2 separate regions of the Mus musculus genome follow, and region 2 is linked to region 1. A link is a contact called in public promoter capture Hi-C data. All regions are on one chromosome and are shown on one strand. Each heading gives the region's core, a stretch centred on a gene start, on an enhancer-like site or on the middle of the called end of the contact. The rest is flanking DNA. Distances are from core to core; before and after follow the strand shown.

Region 1 (7,275 bases), core at 678-3,177:
ATGATGTTGGGTCCCTCGGTTACTGGAAAGTCTTGCTTTTCAGATTGTACTTGACAGTTAGTAAAGCTAGGTACAGTGTTGGTTGATTTCAACAGTACCCAGACCAGTCTCCAAAAATACAGAAGAATGCTGTACCCGCCAAATAAAGGCATTATTACCTTTTCCTTTATTGTTGTCGATGGTTGTCTTTTAGGTTTGGAGGGTACTTCCTGATTTACCTGTCTACCCCCCACCCCATCTATTGTTAGAGTATTTATTTCTGCAGAGCTTACACTCTTTAAGAAAAGGGCTCCTCTGATCTTTCTGTCAGCATTGGAAGGCCCGGAACTGTTCTTTATACAGTAGCAAATGGGCACACTGGAAATAGAGAAACAGGTGAAGTCTGACGATAACTTTGAACTCTCTTCTGTCCTTCTCTATCTTGTGAGATATAAACACTAGTTTACTCCAGCCGCTGAAATCCTTCGCACAAGGAGCTCCAGATGGCAGGTTGGATCAGGTCCCTGCTAGCGGAACATTTCAACGGCACTGGACCCTGCAAAGACAGGTTCCAGGGAGCTTTCTGCGGTACCATCTGCCGGAAGACGAAAGTCCTCCTAGAGTAGCAACCACCCTGAAAATCGAAAGCACCAGCCACAGTTGCCACCCACTCTGGTGCCCCAGGGACGAAGAAAGCCCAAACTGGAGAGCACTAGGAGCAAGCTGGGGCGTGTCCCGAGCCAGGAAGTTTCTGATTGGCTCTTTGTGGTAAACTACCAGGCGGAGGGCTAAAGAGGTAGGAGGGGAGCGGTTTATAGAGGGAGTGAACACCCTAACTAAACAGAGCGGGACAGGTGGGTTTGACTGTGGTTTCTGGGCGTTTGCGCAAGAAGCCACGCGCACTAGTAAACCGGGGCCTCCCGAGGCAGCAGTTTCAAAATGCCCAGAATCACAAAGAACCCAAAGACCTTTTGCACTAATTCCGGCAGCCTCCTGTGGCTCTGCGTTTATGAGTCCTACGCTGTGAGTTTTGAAACTGTTTGCATGATCCCTTGCGATAGCTCAGCGTAGCGCGATATCCTCCGCGAAGGGCTTTTGCAGACTGAGACCCTAACGGGCTCTAAGAAACACGCTCAAAGGCTCCTGGGGCAATCCCGATTTTGGTATGTCATAACTATACCGCAGCTTTACTTTCCATTAAAAAAAAAAAAGACTACATGAAAAAAAATCCAAGTACTATGTGGACCAAGAGATGCAGACAAAGTCAAAATTAAGAAATACGTTCCCAGAAGCGAATGGTTTTCACCTTGTTCTGATTTTTGATTAGACGCCACTTAACACTTCTACAAATTAAATGTGCAATAGGTAAGAGCTATATACACACCTCTCTATATGTATTTCTGTCACATTGCACATGGGCGATTTTACGAGTTTCTTGAGAGCTGTGATCCAGGCTTGGAGGGATCTCAGGCCAGGCGGGCTACTCCAGTTGGTGCCCCGAAGGCTCTAGGCGCGTCCAGCTTGGCCGGGAGCCGCCTACCCTGGGTCTCATCTGAGCTGGGGCCGCTAGGACACCAGCCGGGAGCCCGCTTCTTCTCCCCTCCCACCCCCCATTCCCCTCACTCAGGTCGCCTGGGAGGTGACACCCTCAGGAGTCGAATTACAGCCCCACAATTAACATATGAATTTCCAGAACTGACTAGAGGGACAAGGGGGAATTTTTTTTTCTTTTTTTTTTTTTTTCCAGAGCCAGAGCTGAACTCCTCGGCACACAGTAACTTTTCACTGGGTGTAAAAACTCTTTGATTGGCTCCTCGCACGCGCCTGCCCGCCCCCTTCTTTGACTGGGCAGACACGCGACTGGCGCAAGGAGGGGGCTGGGAGGGGAGCCGGGGGAGATACACTGGCGCGTGCCGCTTTTTAAAGGGGCGCAGCGCCTTCAGCAACCGGAGAAGCTTCGTTGCACGCGACCTGGTGTGCGATCTCCGAGTGAGAGGGGGAGGGTCAGAGGAGGAAGGAAAAAAAATCAGACCTTGCAGAAGAGACTAGGAAGGTTTTTGTTGTTGTTGTTCGGGGCTTATCCCCTTCGTTGAACTGGGTTGCCAGCACCTCCTCTAACACGGCACCTCCGAGCCATTGCAGTGCGATGTCCCGCCTGCTGCATGCAGAAGAGTGGGCTGAGGTAAAAGAGTTGGGGGACCACCATCGCCATCCCCAGCCGCACCACGTCCCGCCGCTGACGCCACAGCCACCTGCTACCCTGCAGGCGAGAGACCTTCCCGTCTACCCGGCAGAACTGTCCCTCCTGGATAGCACCGACCCACGCGCCTGGCTGACTCCCACTTTGCAGGGCCTCTGCACGGCACGCGCCGCCCAGTATCTGCTGCATTCTCCCGAGCTGGGTGCCTCCGAGGCCGCGGCGCCCCGGGACGAGGCTGACAGCCAGGGTGAGCTGGTAAGGAGAAGCGGCTGTGGCGGCCTCAGCAAGAGCCCCGGGCCCGTCAAAGTACGGGAACAGCTGTGCAAGCTGAAGGGTGGGGTTGTAGTGGACGAGCTTGGCTGCAGCCGCCAGCGAGCCCCTTCCAGCAAACAGGTGAATGGGGTACAGAAGCAAAGGAGGCTGGCAGCAAACGCAAGGGAACGGCGCAGGATGCACGGGCTGAACCACGCCTTCGACCAGCTGCGCAACGTTATCCCGTCCTTCAACAACGACAAGAAGCTGTCCAAATATGAGACCCTACAGATGGCCCAGATCTACATCAACGCTCTGTCGGAGTTGCTGCAGACTCCCAATGTCGGAGAGCAACCGCCGCCGCCCACAGCTTCCTGCAAAAATGACCACCATCACCTTCGCACCGCCTCCTCCTATGAAGGAGGTGCGGGCGCCTCTGCGGTAGCTGGGGCTCAGCCAGCCCCGGGAGGGGGCCCGAGACCTACCCCGCCCGGGCCTTGCCGGACTCGCTTCTCAGGCCCAGCTTCCTCTGGGGGTTACTCGGTGCAGCTGGACGCTTTGCACTTCCCAGCCTTCGAGGACAGGGCCCTAACAGCGATGATGGCACAGAAGGACCTGTCGCCTTCGCTGCCCGGGGGCATCCTGCAGCCTGTACAGGAGGACAACAGCAAAACATCTCCCAGATCCCACAGAAGTGACGGAGAGTTTTCCCCCCACTCTCATTACAGTGACTCTGATGAGGCCAGTTAGGAAGGCAACAGCTCCCTGAAAACTGAGACAACCAAATGCCCTTCCTAGCGCGCGGGAAGCCCCGTGACAAATATCCCTGCACCCTTTAATTTTTGGTCTGTGGTGATCGTTGTTAGCAACGACTTGACTTCGGACGGCTGCAGCTCTTCCAATCCCCTTCCTCCTACCTTCTCCTTCCTCTGTATGTAGATACTGTATCATTATATGTACCTTTACGTGGCATCGTTTCATGGTCCATGCTGCCAATATGCTGCTAAAATGTCGTATCTCTGCCTCTGGTCTGGGTTTCACTTATTTTATACCTTGGGAGTTCATCCTTGCGTGTTGCGCTCACTCACAAATAAGGGAGTTAGTCAATGAAGTTGTTTCCCCAACTGCTTGAGACCCGCATTGGGTACTTTACTGAACACGGACTATTGTGTTGTTAAAATGCAGGGGCAGATAAGAGTATCTGTAGAGCTTAGACACCAAGTGTGTCCAGCAGTGTGTCTAGCGGACCCAGAATACACGCACTTCATCACTGGCCGCTGCGCCGCCTTGAAGAAACTCAACTGCCAATGCAGAGCAACTTTTGATTTTAAAAACAGCCACTCATAATCATTAAACTCTTTGCAAATGTTTGTTTTTGCAAATGAAAATTAAAAAAAAACATGTAGTGTCAAAGGCATTTGGTCAATTTTATTTTGCTTTGTTAACATTAGAAAAGTTATTTATTATTGCGTATTTGGACCCATTTCTACTTAATTGCCTTTTTTTTACATTTTCTACTCGAGATCGTTTTATTTTGATTTAGCAAATCCAGTTGCCATTGCTTTATGTATGTATGCTCTTTTACAAATGATAAAATAAACTCGGAAAAAAAAAACCTTTTCGTTGTCACGTGTTCTAGTCCAGTAAAGCATTAAAAATAAGTTGTAAGTGGTAGAAATGATGTGATTTGCTGTTTTAAAGAATGTTGCAAATCTAGTATCCTACAGTAACATCGGCTACACGATAAATTGTGAGATTAAATGTACCCAGCTTTGCATCATGGTTTGCCCTTGGGTGGCCAGGATCATTCAGTGTCCCTTCTTCTAGAGTCAACAAACTCCAAGAGAAGCCAGTGCCCTCTGTCTCCATGGCTCTGGTCCATGCTGGTTAATATCACTGAGATTACCTATTTACATCCACAAAAAAAAAAAAAAAAAAAAAAAAAAAAAAAAAAAAAAGATAGCTGAAAACTTTTCAGGTACACAGGACAGCTCATGATCTCCAGGGGAAGAGATCGCTACAAAAAGGGAAGCGGACAATGGAAAAGAACTTGATGGAAAAGATAGATTGGCAACCATTGTTTCAACACTAAGAAGCTAGAAGCCTCTACTAATGCTGACTGCCATTGAAGTTTTTTTTTTTCTTTTCAAACTCAACTTCTTCCAACACAAAGCTAGTATTTGCCTTTAATTTTTTTCCCCCAGAACAAACCAGTCAAGTACCTTCTAAGTCAGCTGCAGACACTTAAGTGAGCTATTACACTCATCCCAGGTGTCTATACGGGGTAGGAATCTATTCTGGGATCTCAAGATCAGAGGTCATAGGAGAGCTAATGCAGAATGTGTAGAGAGTAGAAATCGGAACTTTTACAATGCATTTGATTGGCTAATTTAGGTGTTGTAGTATTCGTGAAACTCGAGTGTCCAGAATACTCTCTGAATTTGAGGGGTGGGCTATACGCAAATTCATTGTCTTCTTTGTTGTAAGAAATGAGGGTACCCCCACAAAATAAGGGGTGCTAATTTGCTAGTTCTTGTATCCTACTCTGTCATCACCTTAGTATAAGGAAAACTTCACAGATTGCAGCTGTAGAAAAAGCGCTGTCCCAGGGAGTGCAGGTTTTCTTCCATTTGTGGAAGAATTGCAGAGCTCTGCTGACCACTCAGGGTGTGGTGACTTTCTGTAGAAGCCCTTCCAGGGAAGTTTAGCAGTTCTCTCAGCCAACTCTCTGGGAGAAGGTCAGGGTGGCCAGGGACACTTTCCAGGAAATGCACCTGCCCTTAGATAACCCACTAAGACAAGCATCGGGGATCTTTATAGTGCTGAAAAGCATAACAGAAACAAAAAGCCAAACAATTGCTTTGGACACATTTTCATTTCTCTCTTAATAAGTAAAACAGATGAAAACAGATGAGCAAGACCAGAGGACCAACTCTGATATGCATATGTCATATTATTTGGCTTGGTGTGGTCTTTCCTATGTGTGTATATCAGGGTGGGGATGGTGGCTGATATATTTTTTTTGTACATGCTGGGAAAATGAGAAAGGAAAGGGTGGGGGGAACCCTTTTTCTCCCAAAGAAATCAACCAAAATTTTAAAACCACCCACTTTGTGTTAACCAACCAGGAAAAAGGTTTCATCAACATCATTTTCGTTGACTCTGAGAAAATAGAAAGAACACAGGTAGCACCTTTCTTCACATCGTTTTATAGATAGTGAAATGGCAGCTAATCACACAGCCAGAAAATACCAATGTCCATGGCTGCACTTGATGTTCCTTATCACCAGATCAGGGAGCCCGCCACAGATTTCTTCTTCAGCAATTCAATGGTTGGGAGTTGTGCCTGTCTAAGGTCCAGATGGATGTTTGCTGCCGCGGTGAGCAGAGCTTCCACTTCACCTCTCTGAGTGAGCAACTCCTGTTCGCCCTTCTCAGAATGGAAACAATCATACCAGAATTTCAAACTTTAATTCTATATCAAATTGATGGAAAGGCAACGGAAAATTTTTCTAGCTCATCCCGATGGGAACAAAGTCAGATTATTTTGTGGCGAATTGTGTGCTCAATGTTCAAATTAAAACTTTAGCCTCTTTTCTTCATCCCATTTCTTTCCTTTTCTTTCTCTCTCTCTCTCTCTCTCTCTCTCTCTCTCTCTCTCTCTCTCTCTCTCTCTCTCTCTTTCTTTCTTTCTTTTAATGCTGGCATTTCTTTGAAAGAGATCCACTCCAAGGTCCGGCAATGAAGTTTGCATAACAAACGTTTGGCAGCTCCCTCTCTCACACCCCATTAACAAGCTGTAACATATAGCTGCAGGTTGCTATAATCTCATTAATATTTTGGAAACTTGAATATTGAGTATTTCTGAGCGCTCATTCCCCATATGCCAGACCACTCCTGCCATGCTGACTGGTTCCTTTCTCTCCATTATTAGCAATTAGCTTCTACCTTCCAAAGTCAGATCCAAGTATCTAAGATACTACCAAAGGCATCAACTATGTATGCAAGTTAGGCATGCTTAATATCACCCAAACAAACAAAGAGTCAGCACTTCTTAAAGTAATGAAGATAGATAAATCGGGTTAGTTCTTTGGGACACCGCTGTTGTTTTCCAGAGTTTTTCTATACTTTAAGCAGCTTGTTTTATATTCTGTCTTTGCCCTCAGCCAGCTAACATTTTATTTGTTGAGGGTTTTGGCTCACCACACTTTTGGAAACTTATTTGATTTCACGGGGAGCTGAAGGAAGATTGTTTTTGGCAACAGGCAAGTTTAACACGTTCTTCATGGGGCATTGCGAATGGCACATCTACCAGAAAGGGAGGGGGAGTAACTTCCTCGTGCTGAACCAGCAGGAGACCAGAGCTTTCCTGAGGTCTTCCTATTGATTTTAAAGATTTAAAACTGAGCCCCAAAGTTGTAATGTTATTGAAGTTTGTCTTGGAATATACATCTCCTCTGCTAACTTAAAAGTTCAAGAAAGGAAAGGAAAGAAATAGAACCCCTTGCTAACTACAACCTAGACTGAGAGGTGAAGATCGCGGGCAAAGACAGGTGGTCACTGAAACGTTTGCAGTTCTTTTCTTCCGAAGGCTTAGGACACAGGGTAAGGAGGAGCTAAAATAAAGCCGAGTGTACGTTTAGTCTTCTCTGCACCCCAGGCCTAGTGTCTCCCCAGGCAAGGAGTCACCCCCTTTGCTTCTGGCTCCTAACTGAAAAAGGCAAAAGGGAGTGGAGAATGGGTTAAATCCCAGGACACAGGGGAGAGGCAGGGGAGGAGAGAAGTCGGAGGAAGATAAAGGAAAGGACAGGAACCAAGAAGCGTGGGGGTAGTTTGCCGTAATG
Region 2 (6,788 bases), core at 2,500-4,999, 650 kb after region 1:
TTTATGCTGGTAATACCAGCAAAACTTATGAAAGACAAGGACAATAAAGTCTTAAAATAATACCAAGAGAAGACATCACACCTGCAGGAAGAAACATACAGATCACAGAAAACAGACCGAAGTAAGAAAGTCTTTCTCAAATGCTGGGAAAAAAATAAAAAAATCTTCCAATCCAGACATCACAGAAAATGTCCTTCACAAACAAAGGGGGAAATTGAAGCATTCTTTACTAAAGAAAAACAATGAGATGTTGATTCTAGCATCCTTAAAATAGACAACAAGACAATGTCTCCTAAGCACAAAGGAAATAATAAGAAAAAGAATTATCTAGGGCTAAGTGGGAAGAAGTAAATGGCCCAATGACCCAAGTCTGATCCTCAGATTCCATAAGGTGGACTTAGAGAACAGATTCTTGAAAGCTGTCCTCAAACTTCTTAGTTGTGTGTGTTTGTGAGTGTGTGCATGTATGTATGCATGCATGTGCATTGTGGGTCTGCATGTGTACATGTGTGCATGCATATGTTTCTGTGTGTGTGAATTTTAAAAGGAAAAGAATTATTCAAAAGGATATCCTGTCATAATAATAAGGAACAGAAGAAATAAGAAGAGTGAGAGTAAATTGAATAGATTTTCCATTTCCTCTTAATGATCTTGACTTTTTTAAACAGGTGAAGATAAAATTACTAGAATAACAGGTCATTCTAAATGACTGTAGAAGAAATCTTTAAGACAGTGTCTTAGTCAGGGTTTCTATTCCTGCACAAACATCATGACCAAGAAGCAGTTGGGGAGGAAAGGGTTTATTCGGCTTACACTTCCATGCTGCTTTTCATCACCAAAGGAAGTCAGGACTGGAACTCAAGCAGGTCAGGGAGCAGGAGCTGATGCAGAGGTCATGGAGGAATGTTCTTTACTGGCTTGCCTCTCCTGGCTTACTCAGCCTGCTCTCTTATAAAACCCAAGACTACCAGCCCAGAGATGGTCCCACCCACAAGGGGCCTTTCCCCCTTGATCACTAATTGAGAAGATGCCTTACAGCTGGATCTCATGGAGGCATTTCCTCAACTGAAGCTCCTTTCTCTGTGGTAACTCCAGCTGTGTCAAGTTGACACAAAACTAGCCAGTACAGACAGTTATATTGAAGAAAGCTAAAGGGAGATAAAAAGTGAAATTTTTATGCTTGGCTCAAAGTGGTATCCTGATATCAGCAGAGTGTGGTGAGTTATGTATAAATAACATAATGCAACTATTGATACACTTTTGGGTCCTCTACCCATTGGAGGGGTACCCTGACTTCAATACTCAGCTACTCCACTCAACTTCTTTTCTTTTTAAAAAATTAATTATTTTATTTGCTTACATATCAAATGTTGTCTCCCTCCCAGTCTCCCCTCCATGAAGCCTTCAACCCATTAATCTCACCTTTGCCTCTAAGTGGGTGTTCCTCCACCTACCCACCCACTCCTGCCTTACCCTCTAGCATCCCCCTTCTCTGGGGGCATCAAGCCTCCACAGGACCAAATGCCTCCCCTCCCACTGATGCCAGATAAGTCAGTCCTCTGCTACATATGTAGCTGGAGCCCACGTATACTCTTTGGTGGTTTAGTCATTGGGAGTTAGTTGATATGGTTCTTCGTATGGGGTTGTTATCCCCTTCAGTTCCTTCAGTCCTTCTCCTAACTTACTCTACTCAGCTTTAAAAAGCCAGAAAAATCAGCATTCCACGTTCTTAAATGGGAGTCAAGGTCAGAGAGGAGAAGGCTGAGAACAGGACATAGCTGCCAGACAGGCAGTTAGCGTAGGGACCCAAAAGCAGCACTGTCAGAAACATCCTTGGGTCTCTAGTCAGCAATGCAGCCAGGAACTCTTTATCTTCTGGATGAGCAACCTGTCCAAATATTGCACGTGAGGTTGGGGACTAGAATAGCAGTCTAGTCACCAAATTTGTCTATTGAAAAGGTTTGGACTAAATTTTTAAGTTTTCATGGCAATCCAGGTTGTATCTTCTCCAACTTTGGGCCATTTTCTAAATGATTTTAGAATCCCCCCCCCCCCAGCACTCATGTGTTACAATAGCATTAGAGTTTTATTTTAAACTATAGGGCTCCTAGAGCTTTTTAGCTTCTTTTTATGAGGCTAGAGCACAAGTAGCAATACTTTTTCAGTGGTCCAGAATCACCCCAGTAGCTATAAGACATCAGGGCCAAAAGCAGCTTGAGGAGAAAGGGCTTTCTATTTCGCTTACAATTCTCAAGTCATACCCCATCAGTGAGGGAAGCCATGGCAGGAACTCAAGGCAGAAGCCTGAAGACAGACACTGGTACAAGGGCTTGAAGCAGTGCCGCTTACTGGCTTGCTCTTTCATGGCTTGCTCAGCCTGATTTCCTATATCGTCCAGAATCACCTGTCTGGGTTGGCACTGCCTACCCAGATCCGGGCTCTCCCACATTAGTCTTTAACCAAGAAAATACTCCCCAGACTTGCCTATAGGCATTTTCTCAAATGTGGTTTCCTCTTCTCTTGTGCTAAGCTGATAAGAAACTCTGCCTTGTACTAAGATGTTTAAACAAAACAAAAACAAAACAAAACAACTAACTAGAACATCACAGACTAGACAAACTTCTTGATGCTTCCCATAATTAAAGTGCAAACTATAGCCATACAGAAACCAGTCCATGTTTCTTCATAGCAGTTTTATAGCCCAAAGCTGGAGACACCCCAACTGTTTTACAAGGAAGGAATAGTGAAATAAACTAGTATATGTCAGCAATACACCCCACAACTTGGACAGATTGACAATACACTTCACAACCTGGTTAGATTTACAAAACATCTCACAACCTGGATAGGTTTACAGCATATTGTGTCAAGGTGGAGGAGATCACATACACACAAAGTATATAGATTCTGATTCTGTTTATATTATTATACTCTTGACAGATGTGCAGAGACTGCTAGAGGTTAGAGGTCATGAACGGAGGAGCGCGGTCATGGTCATGAAAATGTCCCAGAGTGAGATCTGGGCGGTGATGGAGTTTTGTATCTTGATTTTGTTACACACACACACACACACACACTCTCTCTCTCTCTCTCTCTCTCTCTCTCTCTCTCTCTCTATCTATGTCAATTTTTAGGTTTGTACTTTGTCATACACAGTTATGACAAAACGGAGAAAGTCAGAGTATGCCTGGAACCCTCTTTTTATGACTGCAACTTCTCTTCTGTAATTATTATTTCAAAGCTGAAAAGACTTGAACTCCACTTTGCCATGGGTAGTTGTGGCCCATACATGATTTTACAAGAGGAGAACCAAGAGGCTTTCCAAACCTCAACAACAGTTTTTGTTTTAGTATCATCAACCTGGGCTGGGGCATGGCTTTGGGTGGTTCCAGCAAGGCAGGGCACTCCTTGTTAGGTGCTTTGCTGCAGGAGGCGGCTCTCCAGGGGCTGGGAAGTGCGCGGAGGGGCGGGGTTCAGCTCCACTAAGGTCCAGAAAACTGGACACTGAGCCTCGCGTGGCGCTGCGAGGTTTCTGAGGACCGCAGCGCCTGGCTGGGAACTTTCTTAGAACTGCAAACAGTTTGGCGGCTCTGACTTTGCTCTGGTCACTGCTAGACTCTCTCGCGCCGCTCGCACGGCACGGCAGGGCACGGCACGGCACGGCACGGCGGCACGGCTTCTGGCTTCTCTCCTATACCTCCCGGTCCTCGACTGCCCCACGCGCGGACGAGACGCCTCCCGAGCCCGGCATGTCGTGGAACTTGACCGCGGAGCAGCTCTCGGCGCTGCTTCGGCTGCACAACCTGACGCGCGCTCAGTTCATCGCGCACTATGGGCTGCGGCCACTGGTGCTCACCCCGCAGCTTCCCGCGCGCGCCAGGCTGGCCCTCCTGCTGGTCGGCATGCTCATCTTTGCCCTGGCGCTCTTCGGCAACGCCCTGGTAGTCTATGTGGTGACCCGCAGCAAGGCCATGCGCACCGTCACCAACATCTTCATCTGCTCCCTGGCACTCAGCGACCTGCTCATCGTCTTCTTCTGCATCCCGGTCACCATGCTCCAGAACGTCTCGGACACCTGGCTGGGGGGTAAGGAGGTCCCCGCTAGGCATTTTCCTTTCTGGTCGCCTTTTGTTTTCTCCATCAAGAGAACCCCTGAATTTTTGGAACTTCTCAGCAGGGCTTACTTGCTGAGGGGGCGTTTGTTTCTTTGTTTTATTTTCTGCTTGGGGCCAGCATCCCTCCTTGTCCCATAGATATATTGATTGTGGTAAGATTTAAGTACAGTCCACAGCAGCATGATTCTTCATTCATTTCAGCCCCTCACCGTAATTACATGCTGTTCCCCCACACGCTGTTTAAAATAAACCATTGCAATTTTAGAATAATCTTTCAAATAATAAAACATTTCAAAGGTCATTTTTTTTTCTCTTCTTTCCCCCAACTTCCAGGTTTCCTTCCCAGTTATATATGTGGCTTCCAGACAAGGTTTTGCATGTATTAACTAATAACACACAGACTTAAAACCTTTCACAACAAGTAGACACTGAGCAAAAATGTGTTGGTTTAGTAATATTAAGTAAACATGTCCCCTCTTCATTTCTAAAGGACAGGTGAAATTGCTCTTCATTAGAACAAGGGGTAGGACTGGCAAAGAAATCAGAGACTGGAGGCAATGAGAGAGGCAGTGGGTGGAACAGAAGAAAGGTGGACGCTGGGTTCCAGGGGCCTCGAGATCACTGATAATGATCTCCCACTGCTTCCAGGGCAACTTAGGCAGGAAATAGCAATTCTACCCCTGCTTTCTAGAGTGCTGTATCCTGTGGGTACATTGAAATTCTTAGAAAGTGGTTGTAAATGCATGAGAAATGGATCATTATGCCTTCTTACCCTGCCATTTCTGTCCCTAAGGCTAATTTATTTAAACTACTGGAGGCTCTTTCATCACTCCTTACCTCCTACCACTAGGGGATTACCAGCGAATACCTTCAGTGTTGCGGTTTTTCATGAACTTGAGTTGCATTAATTGTTGGGGATAAGGATAGTAAATTGCTGTCATTTCATCTGATATATTTCCTAAAAAAAAAAAAATCCATCAAATATTGAGTACATAGGTTTGGCTTGAAAGTGACCCAGGGTATATAGATCACTGTAAATAGATTATAGGTTAGAAATGTTTTATCTTCTCTGATAAAATAATTGCATTTGGGCATTCTAGATTTACCTGAGACAGCTAAGTTCATCAATGGAGGGTTTTGGATTATCAAATATTACATTTTTGAGGAGAAGTCATAGAGTTACTACTACTTTTCCTGTATGTACTTAGAAACATATTTGCTCTGCTGAGGTGGTTACATCATCACTGTGACACTGACCACAAGAATTGAGGTTCTCTGCTGGCTATGGAAAGACCAGGTTCACTACTTTGCTCTAACGTGGGGCTAGTTGAACATGTCTGGGCCCCGATTTTTAAATACCATGTTACAATTTGGAGAACTTTGCAAGAAGGAGTGAGACAGACCTTCTGTTCCAAGTCAGGTTAAGGGACGATACTCAGGAAGGTCACAGATCTTCCCTGAGAGGGGAGTCTGAGGAGTCTCTCAAGCTTTCTGCTTCCCCCCCCCCCCCACTCTGGGAAAGATGTGTCACTGTAGCTTCCAACTATTCACTGAGGGTCATATGTTATTCTTATATTTTATGGAGATGGTGTAAAAATAAAGTGTGTCTGAAAAAGTAGTTTGTAAAACATGATTATCCCCAGTTCAGTAGAACACACGTCTAATTCCAGGACTGAGATGGGTAGAGAGGCAGAAGAATTTTATGTTTCTGGCCAGCCTGGGCAGCAGGTGAAGCTGTCTCAAAACCCAGAAATAAGCCAAAAAAGTTGTCGTATCATGGAAGTACAAGGTATTAGAAGTACTATAGATAGCCTCTTCTTACTTATCTAGGACAAGACTTATGGAATAAATAATATTCCATATATTGAGTGACCAACAACAAAACTTTAGAGGAGGAGAAATGGACTACAGAGGGACTGGCTAAGGATACGAAAGAGAAGTAACTTGTATGTTATAGGTTAGGAGAGTATTGCAGAACTTCTTTGATAAATTAACACAGGTTAACCCAAATTAATGAGACCTAAAAACTAATTCTTAATTTATTCATTTGATAAAATGATTAAGAATCTGCTATATGGCAAAGGATTTTTCCTTGCGATTATAAAAACAAATAAGCTTATATAGTCCCTTGCAGGGCCTCGGAGAATAGAATGGAGTCCAAGTGAGCCAGGACAGTAGTTAATATTTAGAAAAAGATTCAGTTTGCTCTCGGACCATAGGGGAGTTGGGAAAGCTTTCTGAGGCTATGTTGTTTGAACTGTGTCTTGAAGGATGATTCAGATCGTTTTCCACAGAGGAGAATGGGTTCATCCACAGTTTGGAGAGAGAAAGGTCTGATGTTTTAAGAGCACTGTATAAGGTGTCTCAGAAATACACAGCTGGTACGTGGGAATTGGTAGGAAATAAGAAAAGAAAGCTACTGTAATGGGGAGAAAAAATGTTACATAAAAGTGTAAAATATAAATACCTCTGAGATGCCTCCAGGCATAAGGTGGGCCAGACAATGGCAGGAGGGAGGCTGCCTCCTAGATGGGCAATGTAGCTTACTCCAGAGCTGTGGGCAAGGCTGTCACATTTTCTGGTGTGGCCACTATTTCCAAATTATTTCCCCTTTCTTTTCCTAAGAGAAACCATGAACACATTTTTACAAACGATACTGGCATCTAACTCAGA

The links. Promoter capture Hi-C pulls out the DNA fragments that hold promoters and counts their contacts.
Region 2: a promoter capture Hi-C map of embryonic stem cells shows a contact between it and region 1, with 3 times the contacts expected there. The contact joins the promoter of Qrfprl here to the promoter of Atoh1 in region 1. A contact is called at or near these places in 4 of 39 promoter capture datasets (embryonic stem cells and stem cell-derived epiblast-like cells) and 1 of 115 datasets of contacts at active chromatin or transcription factors (embryonic stem cells).

Annotation. Positions count from the first base shown.
Region 1 is chr6:64,727,198-64,734,472 of GRCm38.p6, forward strand. It overlaps Atoh1 (atonal bHLH transcription factor 1), which reads left to right and starts at 1,928. Exons shown (of 1, transcript NM_007500.5): 1 at 1,928-4,048. The coding sequence starts at 2,126. The coding sequence ends at 3,181. It overlaps Gm35851 (a long non-coding RNA gene), which reads right to left and starts at 1,664. Exons shown (of 3, transcript XR_377731.4): 1 at 1,364-1,664.
Region 2 is chr6:65,377,545-65,384,332 of GRCm38.p6, forward strand. Qrfprl (pyroglutamylated RFamide peptide receptor like) reads left to right here and starts at 3,750. Exons shown (of 6, transcript NM_175524.4): 1 at 3,750-4,086. The coding sequence starts at 3,750.